Linked DNA regions of Ovis aries: region 2 is linked to region 1. Evidence: chromatin contacts called from public Hi-C data. All regions are on one chromosome and are shown on one strand. The core of a region is the stretch at or near the end of the contact, and the rest is flanking DNA. Distances in the headings are between cores, read along the strand shown. Region 1 overlaps ZBTB17 (zinc finger and BTB domain containing 17). Region 2 has its middle 9.1 kb from the start of SPEN.

Region 1 (4,998 bases), core at 1,034-3,533:
TTCCTGGGCAGGCGAGGGTGACCCTGGGGTAGGGCGGTGGGGTGAGGGGGTGGCTCTCAGCCTCTAGGTTTCAGCAACCACAACCTGGCTCTGGTTTTCCCCCCATTACATCAGCCTCTCGGGGCTGAGTCACCATGCTGCAGCTCTGCAGCCACAGTGACCATGTATGGCTGGCTGGCTGTGATGAGACATGATGAAAGCCACGCCCCCTCGCACGTGGCTCAGCCGGCACAGATCCATCAGCTTTGAAGGATGCACAGCCCACCCACTCCACAGTGTCTGGAAACTTATCAAAAGTGGAGGGGTGTATTTGCTGAACTGGGACAAGTCACCAGGTAGGTGGGCACGGCTCCATCAAGTAAGGGGGGCCAGAAAGTGAAAACAGGCCGCGTGGCACAGGGTGCCAGCCCTGAGTCATAAGTTTAGAATTGCTGCTGCCGAAGACTTGAAAATCCCCCTTCCCTTCCCCTAGCATCCCCAGGACTGTCCTTTGGCCTCAGCTTCCCAGCCAGAGGGACAGCTTCCTGGACCACTGAGATAGAAATGGCTGTGACCCGAGGTTCTTATGTACAAGCAGGGAAGAGCTGGAAGCCAGCTCTGGAGCCGAGAGGTCAGACTCGAGGTGGCTGAACAATTTGCTGGGCAACAAACCAGCCGGCAGACCACGGCCCCAGGAGCAAAGGCTGCTACTGCCCGGGCTACCCCATAAAGGCCTTCAATCCCTGGGAAAAGTTCCCATTCATTCCCATTAGTGACCTACAGGGATGCAAGGGAGAAGTTTGGCTGCTCTGTTCCTGAGCAGGTCAAAGCTAAAACAGAGAAGTTTGGAGACATGGAAAAGAACCAGTGTCCAGCCTGTGGGCTAAACACACAGGCCGGGCACTTAGGCCAGGGACCTGAAGGGGGTACATACCAGGCAGGTGTAAATGGAACCAAAGGGGGGTGGCAAGGACAGGCCTGGGCCAAACCAACCTCTGAGCTGTCTTCTCCCTACTGTGGAAAAAGCCACACGAGCAGACAAATGTGCGCATGTGGGCGTGGGCAGCCCCTGAGTTCCAATCACCAGCTCACCCTCTTTGTCCTCGGGAGCCTCAGGTGAGACACCTCCCAAGTGCAGAGTGAAGGACCACAGGGGCCTCCTCGATGAGTTGCAGAATCTTCCCCTCAGAACTTTCCACTCAGACCCAAACCAGTCCCTCCTGGTGGGGAGCCTGGCTCTCTTACCTTCACTAGGAGCCGGGAGGAAGCACTTGCCAGGCTCAGAAAAGGAGTGCTGGCTGAACATGAGTTCCCTGCCTCCCACCCCCACACAAGAGGCAAAGAGTTGTTCTTATCCCCCTGGGCTGGAGCCAACTGAAAGCAGAACCCTCCAGCCAGAAAGCGATCTGACTTGTTAGGAAGATAAACGTGAGAAAAGACTCCTGGCCAACAGTGTGGAGAGACCAGCTGGCTTAAAGGTCAGGTGATTATTAGCCTTCCCTGGGTCCAGGTCTACAACAAGCCCTCAGGCTGTCACACTCCCTGAGGCTTCTAAGGGAAGGGGCTCGAAGCCCAGGACTCCTGGTGGGGGATGGCGGACAGTGGGGGGGGGCATAGGGTCGGGGAGCTTATGTCCAGAGGCCTTGGGGGAAGGTCCCCAGGAGAGGGTGCTCAGTGACCCAGTGGCTCCAGCACCCCCACACACACAGGAGCAGCTGTGTGCCCTGAGTAATGTTTTCCACCCAAAGCTAACCACAGCTTTCCGATGAGACATGCCCGCCCAGAAGTGGGCTCCTCCCCAGATGTGGGTGTCAGAACACGGAAGCCTTCTGGAATCCCTCTGAAGCCTCCAGAGCTGTTCCAACAAGAGAAACAGTCCTAAAAGATCATCTCTTCTGTCAAATAAAGAAAAGGATGGGAGAGAAACCAGGAGAGGGTAAGAGAGGAGAGAGCAGGGAAAGACAGGAGAAGCAGGGAAAGGAACTGGAAGGAAGGAAGGAAGGGAAAAGGAGAAAAAAGACCATCCCCACAGACAGACAGCAGTGCTTACACATATATGCTCACAAGCCCCATCTTGTGATTGGCCCCTGAGGGGCTTGCCAAGTGCCAAATGGTGTCACTTGTCAGCAGCACTGTGGGTTTCATAACTGCAAAGCCCCAGGGGCAGTCTTCCAGGCTCACCCACTCACCTCCTCCAGCCTGCTGCCTAAGAAAGCTCCCAGAGCCCCTTTCTCCCCTAGGCAGTGCCCAGAACCAGTGAGAGGCGTCCCCTCGGAGGGGCTGAGCTACAGCCAGGCAGCGCCCCACCTCCAGACTTAGGTGAACTGAGCGTGCAATGCTCCGACCGCCTCCTCTCTCATACTCTACAGCAGTGGGCCCCAACCGTTTTGGCACCAGGCACTGGTTTTCAAGGAGGACAATGTTTCCACAGCCGGGGCGTAGCGGGGGATGCAAGTGACTGACGCAGCTGTAAATACAGATGGAGCTTTGCTCACTACTGGTCACTCTCCAGCTGTGCAGCCCAGTTCCTAACAGGCCACAGACAGATACTGGTCTGTGGCCCAAGGGATGGGGACCCCTGCTCTACAGTGAAAGGAACCTATCAGGATCTGAGCAAGCTTAGAGGGGACCAGAAAGAGAGGTGAGTGCATGGGGCACACAGAGAGACCTGGGGGCTCCAGGGGCAGGCAGTGTGCTGGGAGCCAGGAATCCCGAGTCCATGTGAGCAGGGGGCACTATCTGAGGAGACTTTAAACACAAAGTAAGATCAGCAGCCAACCCACCTCTCATCGCCCATGACCGGGATCAAGTGCAGCTCCTCCAGCCCACCCGTACTATGTGGTGCCCTCTGCCAAACATCAGCACGCCTTCCTCCTCATTTCACCTCGCTTCAAGGGTGCTACACGTGGGCCTCAGTTAAAGCTGCTTCCAAGAAAGAGGAAACTCACACACAACAAAAATGCAGAGCCCACCAAACCCAAAGCCCTCATATTTCCGACCAACTCCTGCCTGCAAACAGGCAGCTTCTGTGATATTGCCATCTGCCCGGTCAATGGCCCTGACTGTTGGGGCAGACCGCGTTATCAGAGCTGGGATGCTCCCCAGAGGACGCGCAGCCTGGCTGGACAAGAGCCCTGGCCAGCCTCACAAGAAATTCATCTGGGAATGAAAACACGAGGGACCTGGGGAAGCCACGCAGCGTGGTTCCAAATGGGCAACACGGACACAGGCACAGCGGGCGCAGCCTCCATAGACAGCAGCCAGCAACCCCTCCCTCCAGCCATGCCTGCACGAGACTCCAGCCAAATCTGGGCGGCCAGCAGTGACACTGTGCCAGTCCCAGGCCTGGCCCTTAGGAGGTCTGGAAGATTCTTTTTGCTTGCTTGGAGCCCAGTCGCCTTGCTGTACAGATGCCCAGGTGCTCCTGCTGGGGACAGAAAACACACGGAGGGGCTCTGGAGGAGACACCGTTGTGCACAATGAAGAGCTGAGAGGCCCCTGCTGACAGCACCAGGGTGCCAGTCCAGCCACTGGCTGAATACTGGCACAGGAATGACCCCCAACACCTCGTGGAACAAAAACAACTGCCCAGTCAACCCATGAAACGAGAAGAAACAAAAAACTGCTGATGGTTCAAGCCACTAAGCATTGAGATGGTTGGCTGACAGCAAGAGAGAACTGATTCAGATGGTAAAACTGTAAAGAAAAGGGAATGATTCATGAAAAATTTCAGGGTAACAGTTCTCTCTGGATGGGAGGAGGCGCAATCAGGGGTGTTCTAAGATACTGGAAGCTCTCTGTTTCTTAATCTGGATTCACCTAGATTATATAAACGTGCATTTTGTATACTTTTATAAAGGAACATTTTTCAACATTTAACGATATCTGTAATAAGAAAGTAGTGAGATACAGGTGCCACACTCAGTCCCATGCAGAGACGGGGTCGTTTCCAACTGTGCCCCCAGCCACTCTGGCCTGGGCTACCCTGAGGAGGGGAAAGGGCCTCGAAGGCTGAAAGGAGCGCAGGGGATGCAGGGGGCCGATGGCACCAGAGAAAATACAATCCATCTCATTTGCCTTTCAGATCCAAAACGTGCAAAAAGACTGCTAAGGTGAGGAAGGTTTCTCACTGGGTCAGGAAAACCACGCTACTCAGTCCAGTGAAACCTGAATCCCAGACCCCCCACCCCCACCCTCGGTATCAACAAAACAGCATCTACAGAGTGTCCTCAACATGCCAAGCAGCATGGCACCAGGTGTGGCACAGTCCAATCACCTCAAAACTAAGAGCACTGCTACCCTGGGCTCCAAGTTCCACCCTGCTACCTCCAAGGGTAAGGACCTAAGAGGCAGTTCAGCACCATGTAGGCAGCAGAACCTCTGGGGTCAAGCCAAGCAGGGCCAAATCCAGGGCCCGCCACCCACCACACCAGCAGGTGACGACCTTCTCTTGCATACTGGAACCAATGGAACTACTTCCCATGTTTGTTATAGGATCCAATTAGGAAAGGTAAGCAAAGGGCCTGCCCAGTGCCTGGCACGTGGTAAGCACTCAGCAAATGATTGCTACCAGGAAACAGATGCAGACTATATATATTTTTAGGCCAAAGACCACATCAGATGATTTCCACATTATCTTTTCATGCTGGGCACCTCAAGTGTACTTGGTGACTTGAACCTTGTTTAGACGTTGTAATAATCTCATTACTCCTTCTAAATGTAATCCGGAAAAATCCCAGAGCCCAACTAACATTAAGAGACAAGAGGGTACTGGATAAGAACAAGTAAGAGTGATTTTCTCTGTCAGGGAAGCACTTTATATTGAACAACTGTTTAGTAAACCCCAAGTGTGCTTCCAGATGACCAGCCTGCCCAAAGCTCTGAGTGGGTCCACAGAGCACCGCTCTATCTCAGAGTCGAATGGGCACCTGTCAAACATGAAATATTACCCAGGTTATCAGCACTAAACTGCTGGCAGGATTTCCAAACTGTGGCACAGAGGGAAGCCATTAAGCCAGG
Region 2 (4,998 bases), core at 805-3,304, 110 kb before region 1:
TTTTTGAACTCATGCTACTGCGGGGGGTGGGTGGAAGATTGCACAAAATTAAACAGAAATACCTCGCGCAAAAAGCAAGTCGAGAAGACAAATTTAGTAGCATTACTCTTTAATTTCCTGACTTTGGTGATTTTGGATTCGCAAAGTTACGATCACAATGCCAAGATTAATATTTAAATATTTCCCTGGCTGTCAGGGAAACAGCTCTTTCAGAATTTGAAATCACACTTGAAGGTAAAAGAGATTTTATTGAGTCAATTTGTTATTTATGTATTCATAAGGGATTTTAAAAAATGGAATATATCCTCGACCGACAGAAATAAGCCATTCCAATCCATTGTTTCAGTTTATAGCTCAGATATAAATAAGGGGCTATAAAACCTGATCTGAAAATAGTTGCGCAGTGCGTGCTTCACAGGCAGCCAATGAAAAGCAACGTCTCGCTTCTGTGGCTGACAGCACTCCAAAGACACTACTTTTTTTTTTTTTTTTTTAAAGAGACCGACCTCTTTGTTACCCTGTCGTTTAGCACCTTTGTTGGGTCTCCCAGCTCCGCAGTTTAATTTCCATCTGCTGAACGCCACTGCGGTTCAAGGCACTGCATTCCAGCAGGCTTAGTGCTCCTAGCAGCACAAAGCTGCAGAAAGCGCCTTTACTCGCAAGGTGAAATGACAGCTTCCCACGCTCCAGTTCTGAGCACTGCCTCGTAAAACTGATCCTTTTCACATAGCAAGTGCTGGGGTGAGAGATCCCACTTTTCAAGGGTTTAGAGGGCAGGAAGCACTTGGGACTCCGTGTACGCCTCTCGATGCTTTTCAGAGGTTCACACGCCGCGTGCTCACCCGGCGCGTGTCCGGGGCGGGTCGCGACAGAGACTGAGCCCAGCCAGAAGAACTTAGGCGAAGAACAAAGGCGACCCGCCCGCCTTCGCTCCCAGGGGCAGCCCGGCGCGCGGTCGCCGGCCCCGCCCCCCACAGCCCTGCACCCGCGGCTGCGCGAAATGGCGGCCGAGCCACAAAATGGCAGCCAGGCCAGGCCCCGAGCTGGCGCTGGCGAATAAAAGGCGCCGCGGACCCCTCCCCCCAGCGCAACAATGCCAGCTCGAGCTTCCTCTTCATAGCAGTCCGGCCCGGCTCTCCTCAGGCACTGGCGCGCCTCCGTGGCTGCATGGAGACCCCCGCCAGCCTTCCACGCCGCCTCTCAAGTCCAAACGACGCGTCGCCTTTGTTTTTACAAACGGCCCCCTCTTCAGGAGGCTCTTACTGAAGGGGGTACAAACTGAAAAGAACTGAGCGTTGCACACCTGCAGGGCTACCCTTGCCTTCCCAGGACGCCCATTAAGCCGGGAGCGGGGCGGCGGGAGCACCTCATTCCTGGGGTCTCCACACTCGCAGCATTAGCTTCAGGTTGCCAAAGACAGGAAAGGGGGATCAAAGAGGCCTCCAAATTTGGGGAAATTAAGGAAATGGGGGGCAGAGCCGCAGACCAGTCCTTCGCCAGCCACGTCGAATCCCAACGAAGCGTCCACACCCCAGCAGAGTCCACACCCCAACGCGCAGCAAACAGCCGCCGGTGGCTCGTAGCGCGCGGGCATCTCCAGAGCCCCATGTCGGCTTTGGCTCCTCCACGCAAACATCCAGTGAGCGTTTTAGGCTTTTCACCACATTCCCCTCTGCTCTCTCCCTTCTCCCTGTGTTGAGGGGCCTGGGGGCTGGGCACGGGAAGAGGAAGGAGCAGCTGCTGTGGTCCCCATACTTTTTCCCCTGGCGTGAGGGTCTCGGTGGGCTTGGGCTTTGCTTTGGTCGTGGCTTGATAGATGGAGGCAGGGCGGTATCGGTGTACTTTGGGTTTTTCGTTTTTTCCGTCTCTCAAACGCTCGCTTCCCTGCGCTCCCCATCCCCCAGCTTCCTTTGAAGTGCATCTTTCCAGAAACTTCTCAGGGAAACTCAGCAAAACCCCGCAGGCTCCGAAATCGCCTCCCTCCAGGAGCATGCGCAACGCACTGGGCGGCAAGCTCCGTGCGCGCGTGTATGAGTGTGAGAGTGGTACGTGTGCGCGCGCGCGCTCGCCGTGCGAGGCGGGACGGTTCTCTCACAATGAAGGGAACAGGTTTTCTCCCCTCCCCCAACGGTCCGTCGTTGCGCAAGCGCGTTGAGCCAACTCCTCTGGCCTTTTGAGAGAAGTGGGGGGAGGGGCAGGCCCAAGGGTCTGGAGTCGCAGCTTCGCGCGCCTGCGCACTGTGCTGTCTTGGCCCGGCTTTTTCCGCGCAGCTTGTGGTAGCGTCTTTGATGTGAAGTGCGTTTGAGCACCTCAGTTGCGCCGTACTCACTGTGTCCTCTACTCCCACTCGCGGAAACTGTAGTCTCTTGAGGGGTTATTAATTACGTCCCGCGGGTTTCCTGGAGAATGGCCTTCCCTTTGTGTCTAAGGGCTAAGGTTGAACCGTATCTCGTTAGCCCCCTTCCACTCCTGCCTGCGCCAGGAATCGATGACTGGAAAGTGTTGGAGCCTTCTCCCAACTAGGGGAAACAGCTCTGATCAAAGGACCGGGTGACGGCCGCGCTGGCTTCCATCAGGCACTGCCTGAAGTTCTTGCTTACTAAATAAAGGTGTCCTTTATTTGGAACCCTGCGCTTGGTCCTCGACACCAGCCTCTGCTGGGGCTGGCAGCTGGACTAGTCCTCCGAGTGTGGATGCAGACAAAGAAAGGGCTTTGGCGTGCCGCTTTTGTCTCCATTTGCAGAATTGAGGTTAGAGCATGGTAACCATAGTAACCGCGTTTACTTTTTTTTTTTTAAGGTGCCTATTGTTTTGTTCTCTTTTCCTCTTCCTTTCGGAGTGTGGTGGAAATTATTACCAGGGTTGTAGGTTCTTAATCCGCCCGCTCCCTCACTCTCCAGCTCTTTACCTTGCCATGTATTCCACTTCCATTCAGCCTCATTTTTTGAAATCCAGTAGGTTCAGTAAGGTCCGCTTGGCAGGGCGTGGAGGCTTGCCACTTCTCCAGTCTGAGTTTTGTTTCCTTGCCACTCTTCTTTTGAAGTACACCACCGTCGCTTCCCTGGTGGACTAATTGTCTTTCTATATTCAGAGCCTCAGAGATGTTAAGGTTTAAAAGAGGGAATTTGCGAAAAAGGCACCTTGGGGGCTCCTACAGACTGATGTTGCAGTTGCAATTTTGTATTTTATGGTCTCCAGCACCTGCTAACTTCCCCGCAGGTGCTAGTGAGCCACTGACCACGCCGAGTCTGAGGTCAGTCCAGGTCATCGCTCTGGGCGGAGCCATTCAGTGGGTCCTAGTTCAGGGAGATCTTTTTTCCTGCTGGGAACTTTGAGTTGGTGCCAGATTCCTAACAGGAACTCTTAGCTGTCTTGAGGCTGTTGAAGTACTAGCAAGCAATCGAATTCTGCCCCTGATAACAAGGTTATACCGTCTTTTGAAGCTTGGAAAAGATGAGATCAATCGCAATAGTCCCTTGAATTTGCAGAATTTCTGGTAGAGATTATGTCAACAAATTATGGTTAATGAGAGTATTTAAAGGCAAAGTTCCTACAATAAGGATAGCACTACTAAATAAGGAAGAAAATTTTGAGTATGTACGTCGTGCAATTTTAGTTAGGCATAAAATCAAATTTCTTATGTGCTAATAATTAGAATCTTGAGAAACTGATCTCAACAAAAACGATGTATTTAAGTTGAAAACCATGGAGAACAAAAGTAACCAGGTTTAAACCCCACTTCTTTGGGTGAATTTTTTTAAGTGAAGGTTTTAGGCTTGGGTGTGTGTTTAAATTATCCTGTTTGGGGTGGGTAAAACACAAATTGCTTTTGTTAGTTCATCTCATTGTGCTCCTCCCACCAGCTAACAGTATGTAGTGAAATCTGTAGTTATGACTCTTGCTGGTTCTGTTTTCTTAGAAAAAGCATTTTAAGTTAATCTAGCATTTTCTAAGAGAGTTATTTTGAGGCAAATTATTTTTCAGCAGAAGTATTTTCAAAGTAGAACTGTAAGGGATGGTTTCTAGGACTTTTGTAATATATAACTTGAACAAATTCTATTATCTCCTTCATCAAAATACTGAAATTTAACTTTAAATTTAAAAATAATTTCAGCAATTTAATTTTTAAGTGCATCATGTCCTACTTAATGTTTAAATAGAATGTGGTTTTATTTTAAGCCAAAAGGTTTCAAGTGTCTAATTATGGACTATATATAAAATGAGCAATCATTACCATCCTGAAGATTAATAGCAAAATACTGAAGCAGATATGACTTAAAGGAGCATCACTATTAAACAGTAATATTTAGTTAAAATGTAAACAGTTTCAAAACATATTTGGAATTAGTTCAGGATGTTTTGAATTCTCTACTTCAAACTAGAGGCCTTTCAGAGGAGCAGTAGGGGAGCTCAACACCCTAAATCTGAAATTTTCAATACACATGTAACAAGATATTAAGTATATTTGATTTGGTGCTATTGTTTCTGAGATGCTATCAAGTCTACTTTGATAGTTTTCTCTAAATTAATCAGCAGCCTTGATTTGCATTATGTATATTATGTTTACTTCTTGATGCTTAAGTGACAATCTCTTAGACCTGGGGTGTTTTTGGCTATTGTATTTCACTTACAGTGAAGAGGTGGTTTTTCCTCACATGAGGAATTAGCAGTACAGTTTTAAAAGGTTGAATTAACTCTCTGAATTAACAGAGAATAATGATAATAATGTTCATGTGGGAGCTGTTACCATAAATATGTTGATTTAATGTAGTGAAGTACCAGCATTTCAGAGGAGCCCTTAACTAAAGTCCCCCAGAAGCTGACTTCCAACACATTTTAACTTTTTTCTAATTGCAAGAGTGATACATGTTAACCAAAGAGAAGTTAAGAAAATATAGATGAATGAGAACTTTTTAAAAAGTTTTGAATTCTGGACTTCCCTGGCAGTCCAGTGGTTTGGACTCTGGGGCTTCCACTGCAATGGGCATGGGCAGTTGT

The links. Hi-C and Micro-C count contacts between places; a contact is called where the count stands out from the background.
Region 2: a contact with region 1 is called in a Hi-C map of hypothalamus, with 1.9 times the contacts expected there. The contact joins two enhancer-like sites. A contact is called at or near these places in 2 of 16 Hi-C or Micro-C datasets (hypothalamus and skin fibroblasts).

What each region holds. Positions count from the first base shown.
Region 1 is chr12:50,938,251-50,943,248 of ARS-UI_Ramb_v3.0, reverse strand. ZBTB17 (zinc finger and BTB domain containing 17) reads right to left here. Exons shown (of 17, transcript XM_060396584.1): 2 at 1,225-4,998; 3 at 914-993. Among named protein-coding and RNA genes, the nearest start is that of ZBTB17, 19 kb to the right of the region's middle. Within about 2 kb of position 2,283, at least 18 of the 54 cell types and tissues checked have an H3K27ac peak or open chromatin away from gene starts, as enhancers often do. A contact at or near this core is called in hypothalamus, where this site is marked.
Region 2 is chr12:51,046,422-51,051,419 of ARS-UI_Ramb_v3.0, reverse strand. It overlaps the pseudogene LOC101109110. Among named protein-coding and RNA genes, the nearest start is that of SPEN, 9.1 kb to the right of the region's middle. Within about 2 kb of position 2,054, at least 52 of the 54 cell types and tissues checked have an H3K27ac peak or open chromatin away from gene starts, as enhancers often do. A contact at or near this core is called in hypothalamus, where this site is marked.